2 separate regions of the Sus scrofa genome follow, and region 2 is linked to region 1. Evidence: chromatin contacts called from public promoter capture Hi-C data. All regions are on one chromosome and are shown on one strand. The core of a region is the stretch at or near the end of the contact, and the rest is flanking DNA. Distances in the headings are between cores, read along the strand shown. Region 1 has its middle 50 kb from the start of BTRC. Region 2 holds the start of DPCD (protein DPCD).

Region 1 (5,236 bases), core at 936-3,435:
AAAAAGTAGACTGATCGGTGAGTGGAAAGGGACTCTCTGGAATCTGGAATCTTCTCCATTCCCTGCCTCCCCTCCTCAGAGAAGTAAAGGACTTTGACTTGGTTCACTCTTTTGCATCCCTAATGGGCTGCCCTGGGAAAGGGGGAGGAAAGAGTGGGCTTGAGAATCGGCCCACGCCCCTTCTTTTCCCTTGAGTATTGCTCTACCCAGAGCCCAATGCCTCTCTGAGGCCAAAACCAAGGCCAGGCCCAGGCAGGAGGCCTGATGGTTCAGTGTCCTTCAGTGCTCCTCCCACCACCAGAGGACTGAGCTCAGCTGGGCAACCCCTAACCCCGGCTCTGCCTGCTTCCCAGCAGGCTTCAGTCTAGGCCTGAAGGGGCTGAAACCCAAGATGGTGGGGAGAGGGGGGAGCCAAAGGAGGGCCGGAAATGACCAATGGCCTCAAAGAGAAATACTTCCTCTCTAAAAGCCCTAGATTTAGTCCAGCAGGCCAGAAGTTGATGAGACCATAACAGAATAGTCAAGAAGAAAGTCACTCTGGGTTTTTCCTCTTCTGTGACTTGGCCTGTGATTTGCGACTGTCCACTTACACAGTACATCCTTACACACACACACACACACACACACACACACACACACACACACAGCTGAGCTATGTCCAGCCTTCCTGCTCATGTGATAAATCACGGGGTGGGGACTAGCGCAGAGAGCTTGGAAGGAGAGGGCACAGGAGGAGGATGGGATAGTCAGTGGAGGGAGCAGGGATGGCCGGCACAGTGTGGGGTGGTTTGGGGGAGACGCCATGGTGTGAGAACACATGCAGGAGCTGGAGGGTAAGAGGCAGTGGACAGGGACATGAAGTAGGAGGTCAGCCAGAGGCTAAGAAGGGGTTGCTTGGAAAGGGAAGGATTTGGGAATGGAACTAGAGACTCCCATGCTATGTAAGTCAGAAAGAGAAAGACAAATACCATATGATAACACTTATATCTGGAATCTAACACATGGCACAAATAAGCCTATCTACAGAAAAGAAACAAACTCATGGACTTTGAGAACAGACTTGTGGTTGCCAGTGAGGGAGGGGGAGGGAGTGGGAAGGACTGGGAGTTTGGGGTTAGTTGATTCAAACTGTTGCATTTGGAGTGGATAAGCAATGAGATCCTGCTGTACAGCACAGGGCACTACATCTAGTCACTAGTGATGGAACATGATAGAGGATAATGTGAGAAAAAGAATATGAATATATATATGACTGGGTCACTTTGCAGTAGAGCAAAAATTGACAGAACGCTGTAAATCAACCATAACAGAAACAAATAAAAATCTTAAAAAAAAAATAAAGGGAAGGATTTGGGCAATAAGCTGCTCTATCAGAATCCCATTGTGTTTGGGGGCCCAGGCTCTTGTCCTAACTGAGAGGCAGGCTGGTCCAAGCCTCCAAAGTCACCTCTAGAAGGCAGCCAGGGGCCAGGAGTGCTTCAGGCATGATGATTATTCTTCCCCTCTGCTGTTAAGAGGATGGACAGGTGGGAGTTAGGCTGCAGGGCTCCTTTCCCCCTCCTTCTCAAAAGACTAGATTCATCCACTCTCTCCAAACTCAATTATCCCCTGGTAAGATCCACCTTCCGGAGTTCCCGTCGTGGCATATTGGTTAGGAACCATGAGGTTGTGGGTTCGATCCCTGGCCTTGCTCAGTGGGTTAAGGATCTGGTGTTGCCGTGAGCTGTGGTGTAGGTCGCAGATGTGGCTCGGATCCTTTGTTGCTGTGGCTCTGGTGGCTACAGCTCCGATTAGACCCCTAGCCTGGGAACCTCCATATGCTGTGGGAAGCGGCCCTAGAAAAGGCAAAAAAAAAAAAAAAAAAAAAAAGATTCACCTTCCAACACTGAGTTTCCCCATCCCCTCTCAAAGGGAAAACAAAACCAGTACCAAACAGGTCCTCTCTAACTTTCCGGCAGTCCTAAACTGGACAAGCTCAGGGCAGGAAGAGGCAACAAGGTGGTTATGGCTTTTGGCCCATGTCTTCGCCAGAGCCTGGTCTTACGACCTCTTGCCTTTTAGTAGGGTGTAAGGTCAGGAGGGCTGGGAGGGTGGCCATTTTGACCTTGGGAGGCCTGCTCCTGTCTTTATCCATGGCCTGCCAGCTTTCGGTGCCCTTTGGAGGTTTACAGTCATATAAATCGCAGAGTCTCATGCTGGGCTTGGAGCCTGCAACTATAAATAGGCACGAGATAAACAAGGTGGCAGATGCAGGGGCTTGGGACAAGACAGAAAATCTGCCCCTCTTTGCTTGGTCAGGGGCCAAGGCACATCCATGGAAAGGGATATCTTCCCTCCCCTTTCCTCCTCTCTCCCCCTGCTCACTGGCTTCTAGCTTCCTGTGCTCTGGGCTTCTAGTCTTTTCCCTCTGGGGATTAGCCTCCAAGGCAGCTTTCTGCTGTAAAACTTCCCTGATCACCTGTCTTGTTTCTTCCAAGTCAAGACTGGGGGACGGGTGTCTCCATTACTCGCAGGGCCCCCCACTGCCTTTCTCCAGTTGCCTCTCACTAGGTCTCCAGCCTCGGGCTTCTAGAGGAAGTACTGCTGCCGCTAACCACCAGGCTCTGCCACTAGGGGCGCCCTGATCCCTTCTCCATCCTAACAGCTGAGGGGACGCTAACATTTCTTAACCAGGAAACTTCACCAAGAAACACTAGAGAAACAAAGCAACCCATTCCCTTCCCAGTAGAGAATATAAGAGTGCACACATTCCTGTCATTTGAACTGATCGAAACCTTGGATTTTCTCCCCAAGATTTCTGGGCTATAGCAGCTAGATTCTAAACAAAGACTGAGCTTGAGACAATTCAGGGAGCACTGCTTTCTGGATCTCTCTCTGCCTTCCCTCTGCCCCAGTCTGAGCTGCTTTCTTGCTCTGTACTTGTCCTGGCCCCAGCAGGTTCTCAGCCTCCAAAGAGTTCTCTGAGCAATTTCAGACCCCACTGGCCCTACAATTACCTCTTGGAAGACTCTGAACCTTCGGCTGTGAAATTTCTTCCTTCATTTCAAGTTGGGCTTTCCAAACATATTCACTCGTTCACTCACCAGTTTAGAATCACAGAAATTAAAACTGAAAAAGACTTTAAATTTTTTTTTTTTTGTCTTTTTTTGTCTTTCTAGGGCCACATCTGCGGCATACGGAGGTTCCCAGGCTAGGGGTCGAATCGGAGCTATAGCTGTCGGCCTACATCACAACCACAGCAACGCCAGATCTGAGCCGCCACCACAGCTCACTGCAATGCCAGATCCTTAACCCACTGATCGAGGCCAGGGATCGAACCTGCAACCTCGTGGTTCCTAGTTGGATTGGTTAACCACTGTGCCACGACGGGAACTCCTAATTTTTTCTTTTTAATCAATGAGGGATCTAAATTCTAGAGGGTTTGGGTGACTCTCAGCATAGTCACACAGCTAACACTGGCTTTGTTGCTAAGGCTGGAAATGCTGCTCTGTGAAGCCTGGCTTCTCCAGCCAGACCTCCAACTTCCAGCTCTTAATGGCTTCCTCTGCCCCCAAGAAACAGGCTTTCTATCTTTCAGAGGTCTATTCTCCTTTGAGCCCTACTTCCAGCTGGCTTCTCACATAAAGAGAAGGAATGGACAGGCTCTGAATCACAATGAATGGTTGAGCCATCATTCATGGCTGTTTCCAGTACCTACAACCCCCATTGCACTGGGAGCTCTCTGATGGCCTACTGAACAGATGATCCTGGAGGAACGACTTTCCAGAATCCCAGCTCCATAAGGCCAGGAGGAGCGAGATGCATCTTTCCTGCTGTGGGAAGTTACTTCCTTGGCTGCTCCTTCCTTTTCCTTCTGGATGTCATTTGTCTAATTTTTCTTTTCTTTGCTGGCCATGCCTGTGGCATGCAGAAGTTCCTGGGCCAGGGATCTAACCTACACCACAACAGTGACAACACTGCATCCTTTTTTTTTTTAGGGCTGCACCTGCAGCATATGGAAGTTCCCAGGCTAGGGGTCTAATCGGAGCTGCGGCTGCTGGCCTATGCCACAGCCACAGCAATGCAGGATCCAAGCTGCATCTGTGACTCACACTGCAACTTGCAGCAATGCTGTGTCCTTAACCCACTGAGCAAGACCAGGGATCAAACCCACGTCCTTATGGATATTAGTCAGGTTCTTAACCCACTAAGCCACAACAGGAACTCCAACAATGCTGAATCTTTAACCACTAGGCCACCAGGGAGCTCCTCAATTCCCGAATTTGGAAGGCAGGGTGGGACAAAGTCCTGCTCCATGAATGATGTCCCCTGTGTCCTGGGTGTGCAATGACCAAGTGAGCACAGGTGCATGCACATGCTCATGTTCTCGTCACCAACCTGCTCAAGGGTTCTTAGACTAGCAGTGAGACTAGAATCTCAGGGTCCATTTGTCAAATGAGTCACGAGGAAAGGAAGACAAATCCAGGAACAGATTTGGGGAACGGAGAGTGAGATAAGAGTTCCTGCGGTTTTTCTGAGGGCAGAGATGAGGAGGAGGTACAGGTAGGTAGGGTGGCCTGGCTCCCTGATAGCTGAGAACCTCGTCTGTCCACACAGGGCTGTCAGAGTGATTGTAATGCAGAGGGGAGAGGGACGATGCTGATGGAGGTCACAGAGGGAGTCCAGTTACCACAGAATACTCCCGTCCTACAGCTGGACGGGAGCATCCAGATACTATCTGGAAGTGCCTGGGATGTGTGTGGCGCAGCAGAAGGGATGGCCATGATCTATCCAGCACCTGTCCTGTTCCCCCCAAGCTGATGATGTAACAGCAGAACAATGTGGCAGAGGAGAAGGGGGGCTTCGGAATCTAGGGGAGGACTGGTCCAGCTCTCAATGATGTGGATGGAATAAGGCAGCTGTTGTTTCTGCTCTGAGCTCAGAAGGAGCCCCTGCCCCTTCAGGGAGCATTCTGAGCCTGGTTATACTCACCTTAATACCAGTCCTTCAGTCACGGGGTGCCTCACGAGGAGCTCTTCTTCCAAGAAACAAAAATGATTCATGCTGCAGCTGTCAACCACATAGACTCTAATTAGAATTCAGATGAGGCCCTGCCCATGACTGAAATGAGGACAGGGGCACTCAGATACTGGAGGATTCCTTATTCTAGGCCTCCAGGCATCCCCTTACTCCTTCCCATTCCCACCTCCCACCTCCCTGGTCTTCTGATGCCCCTCACTTGCTCATGTGCCTTCAA
Region 2 (5,126 bases), core at 2,443-4,942, 270 kb before region 1:
TTTTTTTTTTTTTTTTTTTGTCTTTTCTAGGGCCGCTTCCCTCAGCATATGGAGGTTCCCAGGCTAGGAGTCCAATCAGAGCTGTAGCCACCGGCCTACGCCAGAGCCACAGCCGCGTCTGCAACGTACACCAGAGCTCACGGCAATGCCGGATCCCTAACCCACTGAGAAAGGCCAGGGACCGAACCCACAACTTCATGGTTCCTAGTTGGATTTGTTAACCACTGCGCCACAACAGGAACTCCCCTAAGCATTTTCTTAAAAGTGGCTATATAATTCCCCTCCTTTTTTTTTTTTTTTTTTTGGTCTTTTTAGGGTTGTACCCATGGCATATGGAGGTTCCGAGGCTAAGGGTCAAATCAGAGCTACAGCTGCTGGCCTATGCCACAGCCACAGCAATGCCAGACCCGAACCACATCTTCAACCTACATCACAGCTCATGCCAATGCCAGATCCTTAACCCACTGAGCAAGGCCAGGGATGGAACCTGCGTCCTCATGGATGCTAGTTAGATTTGTTTCTGCTGAGCCATGACGGGAACGCCCTTATTTCCCATATTTTTACAGATAGGTAAGTAGATACAGGTGCACTCCTCAATGAGACTAACAACAGAGGACCAATGTCCAATAGATAGGGACTCAATGTATCCATGATGAATAAAGCTCAAGGCCCTTAACCAGCTGAAGATGCCACTAGCCAAAACTTGAGCCTGTATCTGATCTACCAAGCCTTTCCCCTGTTCATTCACTCCCCTGAAACATAGTTCCCTCAAGTCATTCCTAAGGTGTATTCTGGGGAAACTCACCCTCAGACTTGCAGGGCCTCTCAGGAGGACCCTAGGTTACACCACCTTTAATAATTTTTTTGGCTCATAGAGCTAGAAGAAGTTGTCCTGTCAGGAATGGGGTCCAAGGTGCTGAGGGTGTCTGGCTGACCCTCTTTTTCCCTGGAGTCCAATCATAAGTGCAGGCAGGCTACGGTACTTACTATGGGCCACACACTTTTCATGTATCTCCCTTATTATCCAAAATCGTATAATATTTATCTACACTTTATCCTAAAATATATTTATTCTACATGTATATATGTATGTGAATATAAAAATTTTTAAGTCTATTAATATGGTATTTTGGTGAAAGAAAAAATAGATATGTTTGAGTGTGTATGCGTGGAAAAATATAAGTTTCTGTGCAGAAATGTCAACTGTGATTATCTCTGGGTGGTAGGATTACGGGTGACTTTTTTTTATATTTCCACAATGAACATAGATTATTCACGAAAAAGTGTATTGGGTTCTCATTACCAATAGAAGTGATGCTTGATGGGAAGACAGTAGCCACCCACATACACATTAGGAGGGTAAATCTACAGGAGGGGTTTGACAAGACACTTCCACATATTTAGGGGGTTTTTTGTTTTCTTTTTTGCGGTTTTTGGTTTGGGGGGAAAAAAACTAACAATGTTGGTTTGTGATGTTACTAACAAAAAATAACTTAACAAAATCCTAGCTGATGAAATATTTGTTTAAATACTGCCCTTTGACCAAGCAGGGACTCAGATAGATTTTTGTACACCCTTGTTCACAGCAGTAATTATTCACAATTAAAAGAGTGGAAGCAACCCAAATGTCCATCAACAGACCAACGGATAAACAAAACGTGGGATATACATACAATGGAAGAATATTACTCAGCTTTAAAAAGGGAGGAAATTTTGACACAACTGACACCATGGATGAACCCTGAAGACATTACGCTGAATGAAATAAGCCAGTCACATAAGGACAAATATTGTATGACTCCACTTATGAGGTTCTTGCTACAATCAAATTCATAAAGATGGAAAGTAGAACGATGATTGCTAGAGGCTGAGGATAGTGAGACCAGGGAGTTAGTGTTTAGTGGGCAAAGAGTTTCAGCTGAAGAAAATGGAAAAGGTTTAGAGCTGTATGGTGGTGATGGGGGCACAACAATGTAAATCTACTTAATGCCACAGAACTGTAGGCTTAAAAATGGTTAAGATGGCCAATTTATATTATGTACTTCTTACAATAAAAACCAAAACCACTGTCCTATGAGATAACGTGCAGAATCTTTAGTTTGGCATAGCAGATCGATCATCACATACCCCAATTCACCTGCCATCTTTCTTCATTCTCCACCATTTCCCCTCAATGCTCCTTGAAAAAAGAGACCTTTTATTCACGCTTGCGTCCTAGCACCTAACACCTGACACAGTGTAGGGGATATTATGACAGACCAGGTGAATGCCTCAGTCTCACTAAACATTTATTAGGCCCCTAGTAATCAGCCATATACTTTCACACCTCGTGCCTTCACACATGCATCCTTCTTCTTGGGATAACTATCCCTTTTTCTCTATGAGAAAACACCTATTCATCTGTTAGGACCCATAAACATCAGCTCTTCTGTCAGGCTTTCCTTCAAAGAGATAATCACTTTCACCTCTGTGCGCTCAGAGAATTTTACGAAGAGTCCAATCTCTGTTTAACACACACACACATTTATTTACATTTCTTTTTCCTGACCACTCGGTGAACTCCTGGGACAACATGCCTTTTTTTTTCTATCTGCTCTAGTACACCACTTGACACACAGTAAAAGCATCCCTAAAATGCTGCCTGAACCAATGAGCAAATGACCAGCTGATTTCAGTTGCCACACTTTCCTCACTGGTCTCTGCCTGTGGATGTCAGTTCCTGCTGGTTTCCTGAAAGCTACAAGAACTCAGACCTAATTCATTCTGGCTGTCAAGAGGGTCCAGGAAGGAACCCTAAAGCACTGGTCAGTCCTAAGATGGGAGAAAGAAAGTCAGGACTCCATACCCCTGTGCCCACCTCTTCCAAGTCCAGCCCCGGAGTGAGGGTGGGGGCTTACTTTGTCTCCCTTAAAGATCCAGGGACCAATTTAGAGGCTCACTTATAAACATGATATTACAGCTGTAAAGGACCTCAGAAGTAACAGAGGTAATCCACCACCTCATTTTACAGATGAAGAAAGTAGGTTCAAACAAGTAAAGAGGTCGACAAGAGAGCCCACTAAATTAACGGAGTCTAGAGTCGTTAACTAGAGCCCAGGTGTACTGCCTCTCTGACACTAGACTGCTTTCAGCAATAGAACCTCCACATTGAGGTTCATGGAATCCCACGTCAAGATGCCGTCTTGTACCACTGACTAACTGAGGGAACTTGGGCTGGTCTAAAATCTTCGATTTCAGTTTCCTCTTCTGTAATGGGGTGAAAATTTAACAGCCTCCCCGGACGGCGGTGAAGAGCAAATGACAACGAACGTGAACGAAATTATTATTACTAGTAACAGAACTCAGAGCGGAGGAGGGTGGTGTAGAGGAAACCAGGGGTGTCCAGAGACGCGCGTCCCAGTCACGTCATCTCTCTGGGCCTCAGTTTCCTCGGCAGGACCTGGCCTGGCTGGCGGCCACGACCTTCTAGCTCTGCCTTCCCGGAGGCACAAGCACAGACCCTGTGGGAAAGGACAAGGGAGCTCGCGAGGGACCTCGAGTTACCGTCCTGCAACAGCGCCGTCTTCTCGGCCGCTCGGAGACTCTCCAGCCAGCCGGTCACCGCCATCTTCCCTCCGCCCGGCCGCGTGCCTAGCCGCTGTCATGGCAACGTTCCGCCTAAGGCCACTTCCGGCTACCCCGGAAGACGTTCCGGGCGTTTGCTTTTTCCTCCCCCTCCCGTCCCCCAACCCCCGCGCCCTTCATCCGCTCTCATTGGCTGCTCTGGTGAGTAGTTTACTCATGCCCACCACCTGTGATCCATCAGGCCCCAAGTTGACCCCATCCTGGACTGAATCCAGGAAATGGAACCCCACCCCGGCCCGCAGTCGGGAGTCCCTGGCGCGCGCCAGCTGCGTACGGAGCTGTGCCCCACACCTGCTGGCGTCTTCACCACCCCCAGCTGTGAGGCCTAGAGTGCCCCTGTCCCAGAAGGCGCCCCACACCTGCTACAGTCGTTCATCTCCCCGCAGCTGCGGGCCTGTGCGCCCCCGTGCCGAGAGGTCTGGTCGGAGACCAGGGCAGGTGCAGAGCGTTCCCCCACCAGCCTCTCTAACCTCCGCCTGCCACCCCAACCCCGGTTTTTCGTCTGTGGGTCTGTGATGGGTATAAAGATTATATGCAGGTTCTCCCCAGTCCTCACTCCTCTTGGGAGTCCAAGACCTTACTAAAGATGTGGTCCATTCCTAGCCTGGCATCCGTTTTGGTAAAGCCCTTTGGAAGTGGGAAGCAGCAAGAGCAGACGCTGCACACTGAATCTTCAGAGCAACCCCCTGAGAAATGATATTGTTTGGCGCCCCTCAAAAGCTCTTCCAAGAGTTCCACTCTTCCCCTCATTTCCCCCAGTGCTCTGACTTTGAAAAGCTAGTGAGTGTAGAGCTAGGCTAAACCACCCAAGTTCACTTAGGTTTTTGGGAGACTCTTGGGAACTAGGCTACTGCCCCCAAGGCCTAGTCAGTACACACCCCACCTTCACAGTCAGAGAGGTTGTGGAGCCTCACTTCTGCGTTTCCACATGACAGCTGCCCTGATCAACCCTCCAACAGAAAGACCAGGATCCAGTCATATCTCAATGGACCCCAGGGGCATCTTGAAGGCATTTCCCAAGCGGAGGAAAATTCATACCAGTCCATCATCAAAAGCACTTGCAAAGATTCCCAAGAGGGAAGATGGAGAAGAAGCAGGAGGTGAGTGGACCCACCCTCAGAACCCTCATGTACTTGAGCCTCAAGCTTCTACATAGTTCATGTCCAGAATCAGATATTACAGCTGACTCTGCCGTCCCAGAGCCTGCGGGTTGGTTTGTACCTGCCTTACACTAGGCTTGGTTCCCAGTCTTTGACAGGCAACTTGTTGAGACCTCCATCAATCAGAAGAATTCTTCCTGGTCCCTAAGGAAATGACCCAGCAGAATCCTGTGCTCTTTGTGAGATTGTCTGCTGGCCAGAGGAGGGGATCCAAACAATTTAGTTATTTTGTGGCTAAATTGGCAACTAGATAGCAAAAGCTTACCTGGTGGCCTGGGTTGGGGGAGAGGAATTATTAGACTGTGAGGCTTATAATGGCAAGAGATTTGCCATGCATGATAC

What was found. Promoter capture Hi-C pulls out the DNA fragments that hold promoters and counts their contacts.
Region 2: a promoter capture Hi-C map of fetal skeletal muscle shows a contact between it and region 1, with 2.7 times the contacts expected there. The contact joins the promoter of DPCD here to the enhancer-like site in region 1. A contact is called at or near these places in 1 of 5 promoter capture datasets (fetal skeletal muscle), 5 of 47 Hi-C or Micro-C datasets (embryonic fibroblasts, fetal liver, liver and 2 more) and 1 of 2 datasets of contacts at active chromatin or transcription factors (skeletal muscle).

The regions. Positions count from the first base shown.
Region 1 is chr14:112,346,505-112,351,740 of Sscrofa11.1, reverse strand. No RefSeq gene overlaps it. Among named protein-coding and RNA genes, the nearest start is that of BTRC, 50 kb to the left of the region's middle. Within about 2 kb of position 2,185, at least 8 of the 83 cell types and tissues checked have an H3K27ac peak or open chromatin away from gene starts, as enhancers often do. A contact at or near this core is called in fetal skeletal muscle and skeletal muscle, where this site is marked.
Region 2 is chr14:112,615,904-112,621,029 of Sscrofa11.1, reverse strand. DPCD (protein DPCD) reads right to left here and starts at 3,692. Exons shown (of 6, transcript XM_001926725.4): 1 at 3,544-3,692. The coding sequence starts at 3,607. POLL (DNA polymerase lambda) reads left to right here and starts at 3,682. Exons shown (of 9, transcript XM_005671395.3): 1 at 3,682-3,765; 2 at 4,584-4,724. The coding sequence starts at 4,610.